4 separate regions of the Mus musculus genome follow, and regions 1, 2 and 3 are each linked to region 4. Evidence: chromatin contacts called from public HiChIP or PLAC-seq data. All regions are on one chromosome and are shown on one strand. The core of a region is the stretch at or near the end of the contact, and the rest is flanking DNA. Distances in the headings are between cores, read along the strand shown.

Region 1 (4,758 bases), core at 575-3,074, 300 kb before region 4:
GGTAGTGGACTCCTATACTGCATGCTGTCTTGGGTCTGCCCTTGTCTTTTCTGGCAAACGTGTGTTACAGTTTAGTCCAGGTAATATCCCCAGATCTAGGGGATAAGAGCAGAATGAGGGAATAGGGGAAATTCCCAGGAGAACCTGGCTGCTGCTATTGTCAAACAGGTCTATGTAACCCTGAATGATCTACAATTTGCTTTGTAAATTGGGCTTAGTGGCACAAACCTTTATGCCAGCACTTGAGAGGCAGAGACAGGCACACCTCTGAGTTTGAAGCCCAGCCTGGACTACAAAGCAAATTCCAACATAGTGAGAGCTACATAGAGAAACCGTATCTTAAATTTTTTTTTCAGAAGAAAGAAAGGAACTATGTAGAGTAGGCTGCAAAGCCATTGATATCAGACAGACAGACAGACAGGCAGGCAGGCAGGCAGGCAGAAGAAAAGCGAGAAGAGGAAAAAAAGAAAAGAACTCACTATGTAGACCAGGCTGCATTTGGCTTTTTGAGACAGAGTTTCTTTGTGTAGCCCTGGCTGTCCTGGAACTCACCTTGTAGACCAGGCTGGCCTTGAACTCAGAAATCCGCCTGCCTCTGCCTCCTGAGTGCTGGGATTAAAGGCATGCGCCACCATGCCAGGCCTGCCTTTACCTTTGAGCCACTCATCTGATACTCAATTCCTAGCTCCACCATACACTGGCTAAGCGTGACCACAGGTAACCTCAACTCTTTTAAATTTCACTTCCTTTTTAAAAAGACCGAGGAGCTGGACCCAGCTCAAAGGCAGACACAGATCTATGAAGCTTGAGGCCAGTTTGGTCTACACTGTGAGTTCCAGGACAGTCAGAGCTTCAGAGACCTTGTCTAAAAAGAAACCAATAACAGTAAGTACCAAGGAATACCTACTGCTCAGGGTCAGTGTGGGTTCAACAAAAAGGAAATTCTTGAGACTTCTTAGGGATCGCAAAGTGCCTGTTTGCTATTCGCACCGCACACTCAGGCCCTTTGATTCCTTAGTCCCTTTTCTTGGAATCTCAACGTGAGGATCTAAGGAGCTCTCAAACGTCCCGTCCCGTTTGAGGAGAAGCAGCTAGGATTGGGCTCTGGCTCCCAGCAGAGGCGGTCCCCGGCAGACGGAGCCCAATGAGTGAGTGCAGTTGTAACTCAGCGTGTGCTGTCAAGAACGCAGCAGCAACCGGATGCTGGCTGAAGGGATACACTATTGTTTTCCCGGGTCAGAGCCCTGGGCGCACCCTCATATCCCAGTCTCCCGGGGTTTCTCTTTGCTGGTGCCTGGAAGTGGGGGTAGATGTGAAGTTAGACCGAGTTGTGAGTGGCGGTAGCCAGTGTCTTCCTCACTTCTTTCGATGCGATTTCCCCAGTGAACCATTTGCTAAGCGCCAGACCAAAGTCCTAGGCTTGCACACAATTCCTACTTGGAATCACGTTATCCTGCTCTTAAAGAAAAGTCACCCATCAGCCCACAGCAAAGAGGATAAGGAGAAAAAGAGGGGAGGAGAGAGCGAGAAGCTAGAGGCAGAGGGAACAGCAGATTGCGCCTAGCCAATGGAAAAGGCAGGACAAGGTGGCACCAAATTCTCTTTGGCCAATGACAAGACGGGCTTCACAGGAGGCACATTAGCATTTATCCCCAGGCAGGGGGTTGGAGCAGCGCGCCCTGTTGATGCCTTCAGCATCCCGGCGCCTCCAAGGTCTACTCTGGAATCTACTTGGCTTTCTTTCCCGTTCTTGGTCCCGCCCTCTCTCTCTCCCTCCCTCCCTCCCTCCCTCCCTTCCTCCCTCCCTCCCTCCCTCCCTCCCTCACCTCCACGCCTGGCTTCCTTGGCTAGCTATCTCTGCGCTCTTTACCCTTTGCTGGCAGCCGATAAAAGGGGGCTGAGGAAATACTGAACACGGTCATCCCATCGCCTGCTCTACCCTTTAAAATCCCAGCCCAGGGAGATCTGTGCACAGCCAGACCGGGCTGAACACCCATCCCGAGAGTCAGGAGGGCAGGTTTCCAAGCGCAGTTCCGCCACTCGCCTACACCAACGGGCTCCGGAACCGAAGTCCACGCTCGATCTCAGCACTGGGAAAGTGAGGCGAGCAACTGACTATCATCATGCCGGCCCACATGCTCCAAGAGGTGAGCTTCCAGAAGCGGCCCTCGCTCCTTGCACTGGCCACGCAGCTAGGTGACTGGTCCCGGGAGGAGAAAGTTGAGAGTTCTCCGGACTACTGGGCTTTCTCGAATTCTGACGTGACCGGTTGGTTGAGAGGTGTAGATTGTAATTTGGGCAGATGAGTCCCAACTTTCGTGCCTTTAGCTTTAAAGCAGCGGTTCTCAATTTTCAAGATGCTGCGATCCTTTATTTACTACAGTTTTTCATGTTGTGGTGACCCCCTCCCCCCCAACCATAAAATGATTTCGTTGCTACTTCATAACTTTAATTTTGGTACTGTTTTGAATCGTAATGTAAATATCTGTTTTCCGATGGTCTTGGGCTGCCCCTCTGAAAGGGACATTTGACCCCCAAAGGGGCTGAGCGTGAGACACAGGTTAAGAACCGCTGCTTTAAAGAAAAGCCCGTCCTACCGATACTTGTATAACTTACACGGGGATCCCTTTGTGTGTTACTGAGGCTATAAATGTTTCATTCTTCTTTCCTATTTCTCTCTCTCTCTCTCTCTCACACACACAACACACAGAGAGAGACAGAGAGAGAGAGCCCCACAGATCGGCCTCCCCCGACTGAATTTTTTCTTTGCAGATCTCCAGTTCTTACACGACCACCACCACCATCACTGCACCTCCCTCCGGAAATGAACGAGAGAAGGTGAAGACGGTGCCCCTCCACCTGGAAGAAGACATCCGTCCTGAAATGAAAGAAGATATTCACGACCCCACCTATCAGGATGAGGAGGGACCCCCGCCCAAGCTGGAGTACGTCTGGAGGAACATCATTCTCATGGTCCTGCTGCACTTGGGAGGCCTGTACGGGATCATACTGGTTCCCTCCTGCAAGCTCTACACCTGCCTCTTCGGTGAGCAGCGCCCCTTGTCTTGGGCCAGTGCCTCAGATTTCTCTTTGCTCTCTAATAAGGTACCCTCTGACCCAAGGCAGTGGCTGCTCTGTTCAGATTTCCCCAGCCTTTTTTTCTGGTTCCTTGTGGGACTTAACATGAATACTGAGTCCCTGTGCAGGAGACTGGGAGGGGTCTACCTGAGGCAGAGAAGCAACTCTCTCTGAACAAGCTTTTCTGTATGAGACGCTTGCTTAAGCTGTGCATCCTGGCCCCACCTGACCCAAGAGAACCCAGCCCTACCTGAGAGGCATGGGAAATCCCGTGCTAGTCAGGGACAATTGTGGACTACTCTTCAGCCAGGGCAGGGAACAGACCCCGAGGACACTGTACCAGAGCAGTCCTTGAAAAGAAAGGGACAAAAGGCAGTTATTTCCACACAACTATTCTGACTCCAAACTCTTGACTAGACCAAGCTGGTTTGCCTTGGGGAAAGACGATGCAGGTTTCTACAGCACCCAGTCTCCAGGTGGGTGTTCTGCGCCAGGTCATTCTCCAGGGTGCAGCACCTGCGAATCAGCAGCATGTTAAAAGAATGAAATAAGGTTCTGGTTCCATTCCCACATCTAGCCTGCTCTTGCTGTGTCCCCTGAGACCATGAAGTGCGAAGGACCCAAAGCGTTCGGAAGTCCAGTCCTCTTGCCCTGGTGACCCCTCCTTGGCAGAGAATGGACTTTCAGCAGCCCTGCCTCTAATTCAGCTCCCCGGGGATTCACTGGGTGTGGGCCACCTCTGGGATACATTTGAGCTTTACATGTGGTTTCGTCTAAGAAACCTGAGTTGGGAAGGAGAAGCAGGGGGTCTCTCAGAGAGGTCCCCTCTCCTTAAGACATGGCAGGTTTCTCTGGAACAGTAATAGCTGTGGGTATTTTGTGGCAGCTCTCTCAGAGCATAAGGTTGGGAGAGGGATAGTTAGCCAGGTATTAACTCTTCTGCCCTGGGCCTCATAGGTCTTCTAAGTAGTTAAATTTGGTCCTGGGAGTGTCCTCTTAGAAGTTGTCCAGATGACCTAGATCTGAGAGGATCCGCTGTTTTTCCACGTCACAAGTAGAGCAGCAGTGCTTTGTTGGGGGTTAGCGCGGTTCTGTTCTTAGGCTAGCTACCCCGCTTCCCGGCCTTTATCTTGAGAAAGCTATTTCCAGAGCCCCTTTATTCTCTTTATTAACTCGGCAAAAGAACCCAGTTCTGAAGAGATCTCTGATAACGCTCAAGACTCAAAGAGTCTCCAGCCCACTTCTCCCGTCTACCCCCCACCCCCTTTTTTTTGAGACAGTGCCTCGCTGTACACCAGGCTGACCTTCAACTCACAGAGATCTGACTGCCTCTGCCTCCCAAGTACTGGAATTAAAGGCCACCACGGATCTAGCCCACTGCTTACAATAACTCTTCAGATGTTCCTTTACCAACAGGTGGACGTGATAGTTCAAGGGATGGGGTGTGATGAGGTTTGGGTAGAATATCCCAGTGTGCCTGTGTCCTTGTCCCAATTCCCCTGTTGACATATGTGGTCTAGATTGTGCCTGGGTCATCTACAGCATGAACCCAACATGTATACTTCCTTGGTGTAAAGTTGAGGACTTCTATGTTGCCCCAAACCTTCTCTTTTCTCCCATTGATTGCTAGTGGTTTTCTGAGGAGCTCTGGTACAGTGTGGTCAGATCCGGTACATAAGA
Region 2 (5,139 bases), core at 458-2,957, 290 kb after region 4:
TACTAAAATCAATGTTTATTAAAGATTCTTGTATTTGCTTCCAGGTACAAAGTTTTAAAAATTGAAAGTCAGTCCCGGTGGTGCAGGCCTTATATCCCAGGTAGCAGACACAGGTGGATCTCTGTGAGTTTGAGGCCAGCCTGGATCAGCAAGCTCCAGGTCAGTCAAGGCTACATTGTAGGTGGTGCCATCCCTGGGCTGGTAGTCCTGGGTTCTATAAGAAAGCAAGCTGAGCAAGCCAGGGGAAACAAGCCAGCAAGGAACATACCTCCATGGCCTCTGCATCAGCTCCTGCTTCCTGACCTGCTTGAGTTCCAGTCCTGACTTCCTTGGTGATGAACAGCAGTGTGGAAGTGTAAGCTGAACAAACCCTTTCCTCCCCAGCTTGTTACTTGGTCATGATGTTTGTGCAGGAATAGAAACCCTGACTAAGACACTGCTTTTCTTCAAGGTTCCTCGCCCCACGTACCTTCTCTCCGATCTCAGCCATGTCTCCTCCAGGCAACATTTCCAAGTCTGGGAGGAGAGCGCACGCTTCGATAACTCGCTGGTACTTCTTTTCATCGTATTCTGACCCAAACAGGATGTTATCTTTGATGGTCCCGTTCTGAATCCAGGCCTGCTGAGGGACGTAGGCTATGGAGCCCTAAATGGGAAGGATCAGAGCATCTGACAGTCACGCTTACAGACTGGAGGCTGGAGAGAATAAGCAACGCCTAGGTTTGTAGAGCTGTAAACCAGGCTCCCTGAGTGTCTGGGATTTATCAATCTGCTGACTGGAAAGTAAGAGCAGCATCCTGCCATTAAACATTCTCCTCCCTGCATGTCTTCTCCTATCGTTCTCTTGCCTTGATCCTGAAAAATCAGAAGGCACGTGCCTGCTGCCTGCTGCTGAGAACAGGGGTTTAGTCAAATCCAATGACTTGGTTAGAGCTCATAGAATGTTAATTCTTTCAAATGGCATAGAAGAGACCCTGGGAAGACAATCCAAAGAGGCTGAAATTAACACAGCAAAAGGATAGAGACTGATAAATGACTGCTTTTGAGGAATGACTGAATTGTACGTTAGCCATTAAAAAGTCTCCTAAAAATAGTCAGGAGACAGAGTCAAATCTGTATTCCTCTCTGCTACAGCACGTGTTTTAAGAAAACACACATGGCCCGTTGGAGATTGCTAAAGAAGGCATGATCTCAGCACACTGTGAAAGAAGAAATGTTTGATTCCCCAAACAGGTTAAGATAAAGCAACCCAGCGCAAACTTCCTCATAATTAAAGAGAGCCTTAGGAGGGGCTAAAGCAATCTTTGTGGTCCAGATAGTAGCTGGTTTAATGATGGAAAATTGCTCATAACTTCCTGTAAATCTAACTCTGGAGAATTCACTTTCCTCTGTTTTCAAACAAAGAAACAAACCAAACATAACATTGTGTTTTAGGAATTCTGCTTAAAGATGTAGCTCTCAGAGAAGGAGCACTGGGCACTGTGCCACAGCGTGAAATGAAAGCTACTCGGGAGGCTGAGAGAGGACATCACAAATTCAAGGCCAGCGTGGGCTGCAGAAGGAGACAGGCTACAAACGTGTTTTAAATCAAAATGCAAGAAAAGGGAGCTGGCAGAAAAGGTTAGTTCCAAAAACCCATGCAAAGCTGGACGCAGTAGGATGTGTCCGAGTGACGTCAGTGCCCCAAGGGGAACTGGGAAGCAGAGAGAGTAGAACCCGTTCTGGAAGCTCGTGGGTCAGCTAACCCGGTAAACAAATCATGAACAGCAACAGAGACATCTGAGGTTAGCTTCTGACCTTGACATGGACACTGTGGCACAAGTACACACACACACACACACACACACACACACACACACACACACGGGGTGGGGGGAGGTGTTAAAGCAAAGAGACAATTGGGCTATAGCTCAGAGGGAGAGCATTTGTCTTGTCTCTACAAGGATTTGAGTTCAGTTACAGTCACTGGGAGGATGAGAGACTCAGGACTAGTTATGACGTTAGGTGCAAATGTGCCAGTGTTGACTTTACTGTCATTACTGATTTTATTGTTGCTTATTATTGGGACTCTGATTACAAAGTAAAGATTTTTTTGTTGTTGTTGTTTCAAGATTTTTTTAAAAGATTTATTTATTTATTTTATGTATATGAGTATATGATTGCTCTCTTCAGACACACTAAAAGAAGGCATCAGATCCCATTACAGATGGTTGTGAGCCACCATGTGGTTGCTGGGATTTGAACTCAGGACCTCTGAAAGAGCAGTCAGTGTTCTTAGCTGCCGAGCCATCTCTCCAGCCCCTGGTCCTTTTACTTTTATTGCATAATTTTGTAGATGTGAGGTTTTCAGACACACACACATCTACAACAGAAATGCCTATACTGTGAAGGAAGCCATCTCTAGTCAACGGTTTAAATAACCTGGTATGCGTGTACGAATCACCTTGACAGCTCATTAAAACTTCAGAGCCTTAGGTTCTTTCCCCAGAGTCTGATTGTATAAGACTGGAGTGAGGCAGAACATCTACAGTTCACAGTCGAATCAGATGTCTCTAAGAGCCAAATAAGGAAACCGCACTAAGGCCTGCGTTTGGGGTCGCGAGTTTTCTCCATTACACTTCCACTCACCTTGATGGTGATATGCCCATGGACATTCTCCATTTCTCCCAGCATGGCTGATATCAAAGAGGACTTCCCAGAGCCTACAGTGCCCACCACAGCCACCAGTTGGCCTGGTTTTATGTCCAGGTTCACACTGAAAGAGAGAAATGTTTTTGAAGGATGTGGGTGGGTGGGGGGCAGTCGTTCAAGGCATTTCTCTGACTCTTTATGAAATCTCATTTTAGATAACTTTCCCATCAAGACTAGAGACTTCGCCGTGAGTGTATGAGACCCTCAAGTGCATCTTTATTATTGCTAAGTTCCAAGACACTGAAGGATGCGTTCCTTTTATCAGACTCATCAAAGAAGTTCCTACTCAAGGGGCAATTGCAACTGTACATGTTTCCCTAGAGGGGAAAAGTTCTCATTTGAACATTTGAACGGCATCCTCTCAGGAGCCTCGACACCTGATTTGGTTCAGGTCTCGACTCCGATACTGTGGGGTCGGGCAGTTCTGACAGGTCACTTTCTTTGGACCAAGGTTTTGCTTTTAAAGTAGCAAAGTTGGATTTTTGCTTCTACACTAAACTCGTTATTTAATGCTTCTCAAATGTATTTGTTCTATGATCTTGCTGAAAGCAAATTCCCTTCCCTAACCCTAACCCTGAAGATCAGACCTCTGTGGCTGGGGACAGGTGTGGCTGGGGACACTGAGTTAGAATCCCAGGGACTCTTTGTGCCTGCTTAACTATTTGAGTTCAGAATGCACTTGGAACATCGGAAAGCTGTCACATAGTCTTTCCCAACCTGCTCTGGACGGCAGCAGTGAAGTGGGAACTGTGTCTGGTTTCCTCTCTACAAAGGAAAGCTTTTGGCTGGGAGGGCTAGAGCAGTGCCTTTTGCTCTGACTGACCCTGGTGCTGACCCTAGAGTGCACTCGAAGGCTACAGGAATAGGAGAGAGGGTAGGAAGTCATGGAGTTCGTTACTTGGGACGAAACAACACACAGTTTCTGAATTGGAAGGCACCCATAGCTGGAGTGAATGGTGGTTCTGGAGTCCAAAATGGGGTGGGCTTAACTGGTTCTCTATATACAACAGCACGCAAGAATGAGTTGGTTATAGTAGTGAACAGGAGTAGTCTACAGTAGCTTAGCCCAGACGGGACTCAAAGTAAGGATCCCTTTGCATGAGCCTCCTGGCTTCAGAGACGGCAGGTGTGTACAGCCACACCCACGTCTGACATCTACAGCAATGGTTCCCATTGCCTAGACTGGGGAGAAAAGCCAGATTCTAAAGTTCACGAAGTGCGTGCACTTTCTCCACCTAGTATCTGGAGGAACAAAGGTCTTCATGGATTTTTTTTTTTTTTTAACTGAAGACACGTGTACGAAAGCCGATAGAAGACAGAGTCATGGGGAAAGGCGAGGGACCTTTACTCTCGGCTCACCCCTCCAGGGCAGAGCCTAAACTAGTATCCAGGTGAGTACAACATACAGTCTTTTCTGGTGTTCCACTGAATAGAGTCTTCTGAGAACAGGGTAGGATCCTGAGGAAGAGCTGGAAAGCAAGGGGATCGAACTCACTCTTGGATTGTGGCTTCCAAGTCCCGGTCCCAAGTAAAAGAGGCTTCTGAGAACTGCACAGCTTTATCTATTGAGAGGAGGGGAAAAGCCTTCTCTTTTAGTGACATGCCGGTACTGGAGTGACTGTCCGTCTTTCCTTAGCCCATGTGTCTCTGATTCATCTATCAGCCCCCGCAATCACCTCTGTTAGGTGCTGAGCTTATTATACTAGCAGGAGGCAATGAACCTAAACTTGGAAACTCAAATTCTTTGGACCTCTAGATGCCCTGGCCATCCCAACCCCAGCCCCAATACCCCCACATCTCCACCCCCACCCTTCCCCCAGCCCTCTGTTACCTAATCTTCCACGTGAGTTCTATATCCTTATTTGAGCCCTCCGTGTTTTGGACTCCAGGGCCACTGCTCTGGCAATGGATGCCTTACAATTCAGAACCCTCATGTTCTGTTATCCCAAGTTACCTTCCCCATCCCCACACTTGGCTCTAGTCTGAGTTCTGTTTCCTGGGTCCCTTGCAGGACTCCCTGCTTATCTCCAAATAGCTGTTTTGCTTAGAAATCTGGCTAAGTACTTATCTTTAAGTGAGAACATAGTTTGTACTGTTTATTATACAAGACAAATCAATTCAGAATGGATCTCCTAGCTCTTCCTTTTCATTGGTTGCTGTGCTTAAGCCCTGCCTATAAGTAGTCTGCTTCTAGCACTGTGAATAATTTGTGGAAATAACTTCCAAATTTGTTTACCAAAATGGCAGACATGGCGAATGGCAGACAAGTCCAGATCATCGCTTCCCAGGTACTGCTCCAGCCGGTCTACAGAGACGCTGGCCTAGAGAAGGTCACAGAAAACAGTGAGGAATAAGAAAATTTGGTAACATAGCCAACACAAATCGGACTCCATGTTTTGTGTAGTTGCTTTGGTTTGATTTGGTTTTTCATGAAACTGGGTGGGAAGG
Region 3 (5,253 bases), core at 1,072-3,571, 280 kb before region 4:
ACCATCAATTTGCAAGGAGGGATATATGGGAGGATTTGGAGGAGCAAGAGGAGAAAATAGAAACTCTGTTACATTATAGTCTCAAAACTAAAAGAAGAAAGACTGGACAGTAATGGAATATACCTTTAACCCCAGTACTCGGGAGGCAGACACAAGCAGATTTCTGGAGTTTGAGGCCAGCCTGGTCTACAAAGTGAGTTTCAGGACAGCCAGGGCTACACAGAGAAACCCTGTCTCAAAGTGGGAGGGGCACTGATTAAACTAGTTGACTAAAGGCAATACTCAATATTCCGTTTAATTATAGTCTAGATTCAAAAGTCAAGGGAACAAATACAAGCCATGTGACAAAAGGCAGCTGATATATAAACTGTAGTCTGGCCACACTGAAGTACGGTAGTTGTAGAATCCAGAGAGCATGTACTAGACTAGTTAAAAAGGGTTTGTATCACTACACAAACACAACTCTAATTCTCTGAAACCTGAAGAAGCCAAGTTCTAAATCTACAGAGTGGAAGACATAATGATACATATGGATAGCATTCCTAGAGAGGAACACCGTGCTGTGGTCTAGATGACATCTCATCTCACTGTATAGCACGCTGTAAATACCTAAATGTGGTCCCTATGGCAGAATTCCCTAGGAGAGAAGAATGTGAATATGTTGTAATGGTCTGGTTGCAGGTCCCACTGTCCCCCTGCCTCCTGGCTATGTTGTGTGTGGAAGACAGGACAAAGCAGGCATACCCAGATATGTCTAATGCCTAGGAACCTGCTAGTGATACCCAGTTATACTGAGAGAAAGAGCCTGGTGGTGTGGTCTCCCTCCCTGGCTGGCAGTGGCAGGAAGCTAAAACCATGTCCAGCCACCTCGTACAACCTTCTGTTTGTCAGGAATAGATGCCATTCACCCTCCCTTAACATCCAACCACATGCTGCTTTAATCCCCTTTCTCTACCACGGCAGCTTGCCTAACTGTGCTCTCCTCCCCAAGCAAGCTCTGAGACCCTCAAGGCTACCTTCCTCTATTAGAACTGTCTCCCTGCTCCTAAAACAGATAGCACTGGATAGAATCAGGGAACAATCTCCTGTCTTCTTTTAGATTCTAACTCTGCTACCAACTGTGGGAAATGTCACAGGGAGAGTTCTCTTCTGTGACCCAGAGTTAACTACGTTGATTCTTGAATGTTGACCTTAGGGCAAGTGCCACAATCCCTAATTACAGGCAGCAAGGACTCTATTCTGAGGTTGCCAGAGGCAGAACACTCCCCCTTTGATGACCCAACTCTGCCTTTCCCCACAGTGCAGCTAAGCCTGCCACACCCAAGCCACAGAGGTACAGTGGTTCAGTGATTTGTCCAATGGTCTCAGAGAGACCCTTTGTCTTGACTATGCCCCACCCAGGCTTTAGTGGAAAGGCCAGAGATGGCTCAAGCTTGCTTGTGGCTCTAGTCTTATTCCTTTATAAAGATTCCAGACCAATAGAAGGATTCTCTTTAATTCACATACATGTATACTTAAAAATAAACACACAGGCACACACACACACAATTTGAAGAGGAATCAACTTTAACACACACACACAGGCACACACACATACAATTTGAAGAGGAATCAACTTAAACACACACACACACACACACACACACACACAGAGTCACCATTCAGTTATAATGGGCTTTCTATGTCTAGCTCCAGAGCATTAGGCTGCTCCACAGATAACATCTGCTAACTGTTCAGTTGTTTCTGTGGATGGTCCTGTTGTAGACATTTGTGTAAAAATTCTTAAGAACATTGTGGATGTCTGCAGCTGATTTGGGCACACGAGTAGGAGTGGAGTGACTCACTCACTGACCTTTTCCACGGTGGAGCAACCTTTTTAAACTTTCACTACCAATGTTCGCGTGATAACCTTCATTCTTCACGCGAACTCACTGTCCCCCGTTCCTCCAGTCTTTCACAAAAGCCTGTTCCCATCAACCCAGCCCTTTGTCCCTAAAGTACGACGTGGCAAGAGAAGCTGCACCTTGAGTAACTTCAGTTTCTGCCAACTAAAGCTTCCTGCCATGTTTTTTTCCTGGATCAAGGACAGTGTGAGGAGGAGCCATTTCACTGGGGTCACTAGGGCATTTCTCAGTGACCCGCGACACCTCCGAAAGCACTGTGAGCCTCCACAAACTGAGCTGGGGGTGGAGAGGCCGTGCAGAAGCTCCGCCTGCTCTTCTGGGGTGGGCGTTGAACCCTCAGCCCCACACCTTGGCCCCTCGCGCTCGCCCGAGGCTGGTCCTGGGTGCGGACACCCAGAGAGGCACGCCCTCCCGGGGTTATTCTCGGTCAGCACCCGCCCTCGGGGTCACTCGCGTTCACTCGGCCCACAGCGCCTGACCCCGCGCAGCCAATCAGCAGCCGCGCTGCGGCTCTGCCGGTCTGGAGGTGCGTGCGCACTTTGCGGTCTGGAGCCGGAGGAGAGCTAACTTGTTAAGTCCTATGTAGACACTGGCATCCCTCCTGCAGGGGAGAAAGGCAGGGAACTCGCGTGTGGCCTCTGGTCCAGGGCTGCCTTTTAGGTAGCGATTCCTACACTGAACAGACAGTAGACAGGGTGCGTTGTACTTAATCTGCACAGCGCGGGACCAGAGCTCCACTAACTCAGAACAGATTAAAGACCGGGCGGTCAAGGAGAGACCGGACAGGAAAGCAGTCTTCAGGAACCTTCCAGGTTGATGTCTCCAGGGATGAAGGAGTAGGAAGAGGGTAGGAAGGGGAAAGTACAGAAAAAGGCTGTGAATACCCGCCTGAAGAACCCAGAGTTTCGCTGTTTCTTAGAAAAACAAAACCTTTTGAGACAAGGTCTCACTGTGTAATCCTGGCTGGCCTGGAACCCGCTATGTGTAGAAATTCGTAGAAATCCGTCTGACTCCTGAGTGCTGACATTAAAGGCGAATGGCCTGATTGTTTCTCGTGAAGAGTCTTGTGCATGTAGGACAGAAAACTATGTTTCAGAAAGTTACTGTGTTGGCCGCAGTAGAGCAGAGGGCAGCCGCCTAGGGCTGGAAGGTCAGATCCTAGTTTTGATACAACTCCTGGGACTGGCAGGGACCTATCTGACTGCACGTGAGAAGAGCAGCATGGACTTGGGAAAGGGGACCTCTGAGAGGTGTTTGGAGCAGAGCACTCTGGGAAGTAGAACACGATGGAATTTTATCTTTAGTGGCAGCAAAGCCAGTGTTCACCCCTGCCAGCGTCAGAAAAAAAAAGCACCTTTGGGAAGAGAAGAGAGTAGGAATTTAGTTTCTGACATGAGAGTTGGGGTTGTAAGAAACCTTACATGCTTGTGGAAATATTACCCTGGGAATCTAAAGGTTATCGAGAGAAACAGAATAAGACTTCTCAATGACAGTGCAGCATGGTAACAAAACAATGTACAGAGCAAAGAGGCAGAAAAACACCAAACTCCCCCAATCAAAACCAAGCAAGCAACTAGACAGTGGCCTAACCACACACACAAAACTACAGTGGTGTTGTGTAACTGAAAATTAATTCCAAGTGCCAGCAAGAAGAGCTCTGGTGAAATACCTTTGGATTTCTGCCTCGTACTTTTTTCTTTTTTAATAGGTCAGTTAACATTTGAGGAAATACTTCGCAGTCATTAAGACTTTTAAAATGGTGATTCATGGATTTAGCATATGCAGAGCCCTGGTTCAAGTCCTAACCACAACCATCTTCTTGCTGAGTTGTGAAACTATTAATTGTCATTAAAAAAAAATGCTTAGTGAGGAGCTGGAGAGATGGCTCAGTGGTTAAGAGCACTGACTGCTCTTCCAGAGGTCCTGAGTTCAATTCCCAGCAACCACAGAGTGGCTCACAACCATCTGTAACAGGATTCGCTGCCCTCTTCTGGTGTATCTGAAGACAGTGACAGTGTACTCACATATATAAAATAAATAATTCTTTAAAAATAAAGTGCTTATTGGTGGGCTGCGAGACGGCCTTGAGTTTGAATCCCCAGAGCAGGTGAAATCTGGATGCTGCAGGTTCGTTAATCCTAGTTCACCCCTAGTGGTAGATCGGAGGCAGAGACAAACATCTTCTGGGGTGTCTACTACTAGTTGGCAGTGGGGCCTGGGAAAATGGAGCTGATAGAAGACTCAGAATAAAGTCTCACACAATGGCCAACTTTATCCAGAGGTTCATACAACTTATACTCTGAGGGTTAAGAGGAGTCACATGAGGAAAGTTTCCAATCACAAGGACAAGTGACAAAAACATGTTTTTCCATAGAGGCATATAAACAGTCAGTTGTAATGTATAATATATAAAAAATTTTAAATTATCTAATATTTATACCAACAAGGACACAGGAGGCAGGAACTGGGGAGGCAACTTTATTTTCTTAACTATATAAAAAAAATATATTTATTTTCAAGTCTGATCCAACAACTAACCTGCCAGCTCTTTAGGAATCTCTGTGTCACTCTGCCTTTCTCTTGAGCTCTCCCAAACCCCAGAGGGCTGCTTAGCTCTCTTTTCCTAGAATCCTGTTCTACCTGTGTCCTGCCAGCCACTTCTCTCTGCTTCCTGCAAGCCCAGGAATAATCCTTCTCTCTTACCCAGAGCTTCTTGCATGAAGCTCTTCCAAGCCGAGAGAGAGAGAGAGAGAGAGAGAGAGAGAGAGAGAGAGAGAGAGAGCCCAAAGGTCCGATTGCTATCAAAGAAATCTTCAGCTCCTCCCCTACAGCCTTGGCAGGCTGACCATGCCCCAGTCAAAGTGAGGGGCTCCAAGCCAAGACAGTAGGTGCCAACCATTATGGTGGGGCAGCTCAAGGCCATCCAGCTGACACTCATAGAGCAAAGACCAGGAGACCTCTCCCCAGCAACAAGCCTTAAAACAGGGGACTACTTTGCATTCTTTAGCATCTTATCTATGGGGACTTTTAGAGGCACACCCAAACTGCATCTCTTCAAGACACACCTAACTGCGTCTGACAAATGCAGTATCTTTCTAACCTTGTATATTTCGCGCACCGAAGTGTCCCCAGGACTATACACAAACACCCACCCCACTCCCTCTCACCCCACACAGATCCTCCCACTCTCACATGCACCCACCCCCCACTCAAATGCAAAAAAACTCCAATTCCTACCCACACACACACACCCCAACCTACTATGTCCACACAGCACACTCTCCCACAAATAGACACGAATGCAAATCCCAGTGCATTGTAAGAAGGGCATTCAATCTAAAGAGTAGTA
Region 4 (5,264 bases), core at 387-2,886:
TTGGCCATAGGGTTTTTATTGACAGGTGACTCTGCCATACACTGCACAAGAGATTCTATGCAAACACAGTCAGTTCCACCTTAAATATGACTATGATTTAAGGAGCAGCACAGGGAGAAACAGCAGTGTGAGCACAGGAGGACGCTGCAAGCTGGAAGCCAGAAGACAGGAATTGGTCATTGTTCCTGTATAGACCACGAACAGTTTCACTTTGTTCTCATAAAAATCTCCTGACCTCCATTTTGTTTCTGAACAACAAAAAAACTAAAACAGTCTTGGAAACCTGAAGATTGTGGAGCCTGACAGGAACCATTTTACAGTTAAAAAAATTAAAAGGCCAGGTCTTTAATCTTAGCATTCTGCAGGCAGACCAGTGAGTTTTAAGGCCAGCCTGGTCTACATAATGAGTTCCAAGTCAAACAGGGCTATAGCAATAAACCTTGAGTTGCATTTTAATTATAGAATATTTAAAAAGCAAACTCACTGTAGAAACCAGTTTGAGTAATTTAGACAGAATTATCTTGGCTGGAGTTTTCAGCATCCCTCGAGTACAAATTATGAAACTGCATCCCACCTGTCACTCCTGGCTCTACCATACACAGCAAATGAGGTTTCATCCTGTTACATGACCGTCTCCTCTGCTCTAAAGATGCTCTCTCAGAGCCTCATTTCTATTACCTTCAAGTTTAATATTCCAATTCCATGAAAGATATGAAAATAATAGAAACCAGTTTATCGAATACCACTCACTATTAGTGACCCACAACATCGAATTGCATGCTGACGTTGAGAATTTGATTTTATGCTGACTCTTACACTTTTGAGTTATTAGCATCGCTAGCTTCAGCCCGGTACAAGCTTGTAATCCCAGTCTTGGAAAGACGGAGAAATACGTTCTAGTCCAGGCTGGACTGTATTGAGATCCTGTCTCAGAACAGGACACCTAGAGTCCATGAAGTGGATAACCCACTCAAATGGCTAGGTGGGTTGGCTTTCCCTGTGCAGCCCACCACTCAGAAGTATGCCTCTCTGGACCGAGAGCTCCTCCAGGCTTGTCTTTATAGCCCTGTGGTGCACCTCAGAAACAATTCCAACTCAAGTCGGAGAGAACAAGGCTGATAAACAGTAAGGTCGGTAGGGAGACTCACGAAGTCGCGAAGAAGAGTTTTCACTCTGGAATAAGTCACATCCTTGGTTGGTTTGGGATTATGGAGAGATTCTGATTTACAAGGCTAATGAATCAACAGGGCGGTTAGCGCAGTTTTCTTTAATACTTATGGTGGCCTTAACCGGTGCCGACCGGCGAGTGTGGTAGGATTCGAGGGGCAGAGGGCAGGGCTCTCAAAAAGATGAAATGTGAATGAGGTAGGGACAATGTGGATTTTAGAGTTTGGAGAGAGATCTATTTTAAATAAAAACACGTTGTATGAAACCTTCAAAGAACTAATTAAAAAATATCTATACAAACAAAAATAAAATAAATAGGAACCGCACGCACGATGGTCCTCGCAGGTTGGAAGTTGCCCAGGGCAAGCCGCTGGTGCCCAGTTTCCGGCAGCACCAATCCCAGGGTGATTCCAGGAGCTCGGGGCGGGACTCTGCATGCGGAAGCTAGCGGAAGTGACGCAGTCTCGCGAGACGGAGGACTCCGCAAGCCTCGGCGGCCCGGAACCGGCCTTAGACCGGCGGCGTTGCCTGAGGCGGCTGGCGCTCCCGCCCCATGGAGCGGCCCCCGGGGCTGCGGCCGGGCGCGGGCGGCCCCTGGGAGATGCGGGAACGGCTTGGCACCGGCGGTTTCGGGAACGTCAGTCTGTACCAGCACCGGGTGAGGCGGGGGGCGGGAGCCGTGGCGCGGGCTCTGTCTGGGCGTCCCTGGGACCCGAGCTGTCAGTCAAGGTGGGAGGAGTGGTGGTCGCGACCCTGGACGGGGCTGGGGGCTGGGGCAGTGAGCGAGGGCGAGCGATGGAGCATCCTGCGCTTGTGAGCCTGGGTGGCCGCGGTCCAGGTGTGTCGGAGGTCCCCGGGCAGTGAGTGACAGGCAGCTGTTGCAGCTGTGTGTGGTGATGAGGAGTCTGTACAAAGTCGAGTGCCGATGCGTGTTGTGTGTTTTGTGTATGTGTGTTGTGTGTGTCTCCGTGTGCCTGCTCACACTCCCTCGGGAGCGAGCGGTGTGATCCACTGGAGACTGGACTAGACGAGAAACCTTACGGGTGTGTCCAGAGTTGACCCTTGGGAAACATTGACAGACTTTGGAATTGGAGCGTTTCAGGTAAAAACCAGGGTGAGGGTAAGATGATGAAATCGATCCTTGCTTCGGAGGAAAGAAAATAGAGGGGTTTGTTCTGCAGAAGACAGCTAAGATCAGGCTCAGGAAATTTGTTTTGATTTATCGAAGAACATGTAACCGTTACAACAGCAGTTATTCCTGTCCTTAAAAGGTTTTCAAACTAACAGTCACTTTTCTTACTTTAACGTGTTGTTGTTAATGTTCGGGGTGGAACACAGGACCTTGCACATGCTAGGCAAATGGTCTACCGTTGGGTTACAGCCTCAGCCCTAGTTAATCATGTTTGAGTTGTGGGTCTTTTGAAAAGTCAGTAAAACGCATCTTTTCTCCGGAAAAAAAAATCATATCAATACAAGCCAGTGCATTATTAGTGAGGGTTTTGCTTTCCTGAAGGGTGTAAGGAATAGATCTTGAACACCAATCATTGTAGTATAGGATTTGTTGACTGTAAAATATTTAGAAGAATATACATACATTCTGGGCCTGCTTGAGAGTTGAGTCAGATGGTAACAGAGACGTTAGGAAGTACAAGATAGGTACTGTAATTCCGCTGATAGCTCTCCACTGTCAAGTTATGGCAACCCTCATTACTTGGACTTTTATAAAAGGAGCAGTAAGATAAAAATGGTGTTCTGGAACATCATATATGAGGAATACGTTTTAATTAGAAAAACAGTAAGCCAATTACAGGACATGAAATGATTTAGTTGATTGCTATATCAGGCGCTGATGGTACCCAAATCAACAAGAATAATATGTTCTACTCTGAAGGAGCTTTCCGTTTCAGAGAGGGGGTGGGCATGGTGGCATCCTCTTGTAATCCTAGTATCAAGGGTTCTGAGGCAGGAGGATTTGGAGTTTGAGACCTGACTGGGTGGCTTTCATATCGTGCTCAAGGCCGGTGTCAGTTACATAAGAAGGCCCTGTCTCAGAAATAAACATTAAGTACAGTTTGATACCCTAGGCACTGAAAGATGTCTTAGGGTTTTATTGCTGTGAAGAGATACCATGACCAAGGCAGCTTTTATAAAGCAAAACGTTTAGTTGGGGCTGGTTTCAGAGGTTTAGTCAGTTCTCACTTGGTGGGACATGGTGGCACGCAGGCAGACGAGGCACTGAAGAAGTAGCTGTGAATTCTATATCCTTGACCCAAAGACAGCAGGGAGAGGCTGTGTCTCACCGTGGGTGTACCTTGCGCTTAGGAGACCTTAAAGCTTGAGCCTACAGTGACACACTTCCTCCAACAGTACCTAGTGCTGCCACTCTCTATGGCCTACCATTGAATCACATGAGTCTATGGGGGTCATCACACCCAACTTAGTCTCATTTAAAAAACAACAACAGCAAAAGCCCATCTTTTTGTTGTTGTTTGGCAACTATAAAGTTCCCAAGAGAATATTCTTTTTGAAAAGATTGAGTTTCTCGGGGTAGGTGAGTGTTGTGGTAAATATTTAAAAAGACCCTCCACCTCTCCGAGTTCCATCCAGCTACTCTCTGCCCGCCAACTCTCCGGTGGGGCTGCAGCTCCTAAGTTCCCTTTGCTGCTATGCCAACCCAACACAGCAACAGTCCACTCCACTATCAGCCACCACAACATCCAGCAACCCAGTAGAAACAAAACTCTAGAAGTTTATAATTAACCAGTCAGGTTTATATATCAATAAATTCTCAATTCACAACATGCCAATACAATAATTTCAAAACCAGTTGATACTGATAAAAGCTGCCCACCTAGGCTAGACAGATTATCCCATAACTACCTGTGGCTATTTAAAACCACACGGGATCAGAATCTTCTTCCTGTCCCTCCACCTCCATTTTGGCTTTCCTCTCTTCCTGAGATACTCTCTGTTTCTGCAACTCTTAGCTCTGCCTCCCTTTACCCTGCCCAGTCACAGGCCCCTTGCTGCACTAATATTTTAATGTAATTGGACAGGGAAAATCCTGCCTCAGGTGAAATATAAACTAAGGAGTTGAAGGATCTCTTGTGATTAATGACCTATACCAAATAGATAATTTTCTGCCTCATTCATATCAGAATTTAGGGCTTATTGGCTTTGTTGTGATAACACTTTATATAGGATGTAACTATTATCAGATACCTGCCTGTTTATAACAAAAGTGAAAGGAGTGAGCCCAGTGCTAAAGCTAGCTTGTAGTCTCTCTTAGCCCCAGACTGACCTTTTAGCTTTCTTCCTCCTCCTGGTTCCTAGTTAGACTAGTCCATCCAAGTCTTGCGCTCCCTGCTTCCCCCTTCCTCTTTTGGCCTCTGGGTACTGTTCTCACTAATCACATAGCTTTTACCACACCTTTGGCTTGTATTAGAGATATCACATTTGTACAACTCTTTGGAGTTTTTAACATAGTATAGCCTTTTTTGGTTCTGACTGCATTATTGGTGTTGCCAGGATATATCTGGCTGTTTCCTCTGATGTGCATAACTTTCATTTATAATCAGTGACATTACTAATCTCAGGCAAGAGGTCTTCGGTTTGCATTATAGATGTGTGAACTGATGTACCATTCTTCGGATGATTTTCCGTGCCATTTGAAATGTAAAGGTTGGGATCTAGTTTTGGAGGGTTTTGTTTGGTTTTGTTATACAGTAGATCTGGTCATATAAAAAGTATTTCTTTTATTTTATTTAATAGGGAGCCCTGAATTATCTTCTTCATTTTGTTTGTACTGAAGTTTCGGGCCCTTGTTTGTTGTTTTGACTAAGCTTGAGAAAGGATTTGTTAGGGAAATGGGATCTTGGTCTATTTCTCATAGTATGTTGGAGACAATATTCTAAAGTATTAAGTAGTATATCTAATCTTCTGAAGAAATCTATTGTAGGATCTGCCCAGTCAGTTTTTGCTTGTGTTCTATGGGGTATATGACAGTCAGTTTCAAATCATTGGTATAAAAGTATTATGGTTAATGTAATTAACGTTGGCTAAAGAGAGCTGTGGACAGTATGTTTAATTAATTAAGC

What was found. HiChIP or PLAC-seq counts read pairs in DNA pulled down with a chosen protein or histone mark.
Region 1: a FOXA1 HiChIP or PLAC-seq map of pancreatic cancer cells shows a contact between it and region 4. The contact joins the promoter of Scd1 here to the promoter of Chuk in region 4. A contact is called at or near these places in 10 of 39 promoter capture datasets (the 3T3-L1 cell line, 3T3-L1-derived adipocytes, the C10 cell line and 5 more), 6 of 115 datasets of contacts at active chromatin or transcription factors (embryonic stem cells, extraembryonic endoderm stem cells, pancreatic cancer cells and 2 more) and 1 of 9 other capture datasets (adipose tissue).
Region 2: a contact with region 4 is called in an H3K4me3 HiChIP or PLAC-seq map of bone marrow-derived macrophages, with 3 times the contacts expected there. The contact joins the enhancer-like site here to the promoter of Chuk in region 4. A contact is called at or near these places in 12 of 39 promoter capture datasets (the C10 cell line, cranial neural crest, embryonic stem cells and 7 more), 1 of 15 datasets of contacts at CTCF or cohesin (the NIH/3T3 cell line), 4 of 484 Hi-C or Micro-C datasets (the C10 cell line, the HPC-7 cell line and embryonic stem cells), 10 of 115 datasets of contacts at active chromatin or transcription factors (acute myeloid leukemia, astrocytes, bone marrow-derived macrophages and 7 more) and 3 of 9 other capture datasets (adipose tissue, embryonic stem cells and liver).
Region 3: an H3K27ac HiChIP or PLAC-seq map of extraembryonic endoderm stem cells shows a contact between it and region 4. The contact joins the enhancer-like site here to the promoter of Chuk in region 4. A contact is called at or near these places in 2 of 39 promoter capture datasets (the C10 cell line and embryonic stem cells), 5 of 115 datasets of contacts at active chromatin or transcription factors (embryonic stem cells, extraembryonic endoderm stem cells, memory CD8 T cells and 2 more) and 1 of 9 other capture datasets (pancreatic islet).

What each region holds. Positions count from the first base shown.
Region 1 is chr19:44,404,775-44,409,532 of GRCm38.p6, reverse strand. It overlaps Scd1 (stearoyl-Coenzyme A desaturase 1), which reads left to right and starts at 1,824. Exons shown (of 6, transcript NM_009127.4): 1 at 1,824-2,147; 2 at 2,773-3,046. The coding sequence starts at 2,124.
Region 2 is chr19:43,812,304-43,817,442 of GRCm38.p6, reverse strand. It overlaps Abcc2 (ATP-binding cassette, sub-family C (CFTR/MRP), member 2), which reads right to left. Exons shown (of 32, transcript NM_013806.2): 14 at 4,928-5,012; 15 at 4,187-4,253; 16 at 2,629-2,755; 17 at 470-646. Among named protein-coding and RNA genes, the nearest start is that of Gm10768, 24 kb to the left of the region's middle. Within about 2 kb of position 1,707, at least 27 of the 459 cell types and tissues checked have an H3K27ac peak or open chromatin away from gene starts, as enhancers often do. A contact at or near this core is called in the HPC-7 cell line, adipose tissue and bone marrow-derived macrophages, where this site is marked.
Region 3 is chr19:44,385,764-44,391,016 of GRCm38.p6, reverse strand. No RefSeq gene overlaps it. Among named protein-coding and RNA genes, the nearest start is that of Scd1, 19 kb to the left of the region's middle. Within about 2 kb of position 2,321, at least 425 of the 459 cell types and tissues checked have an H3K27ac peak or open chromatin away from gene starts, as enhancers often do. A contact at or near this core is called in embryonic stem cells, extraembryonic endoderm stem cells, memory CD8 T cells and 3 more, where this site is marked.
Region 4 is chr19:44,103,849-44,109,112 of GRCm38.p6, reverse strand. It overlaps Chuk (conserved helix-loop-helix ubiquitous kinase), which reads left to right and starts at 1,636. Exons shown (of 21, transcript NM_007700.2): 1 at 1,636-1,825. The coding sequence starts at 1,721. Cwf19l1 (CWF19-like 1, cell cycle control (S. pombe)) reads left to right here. Exons shown (of 14, transcript NM_001081077.1): 14 at 1-476.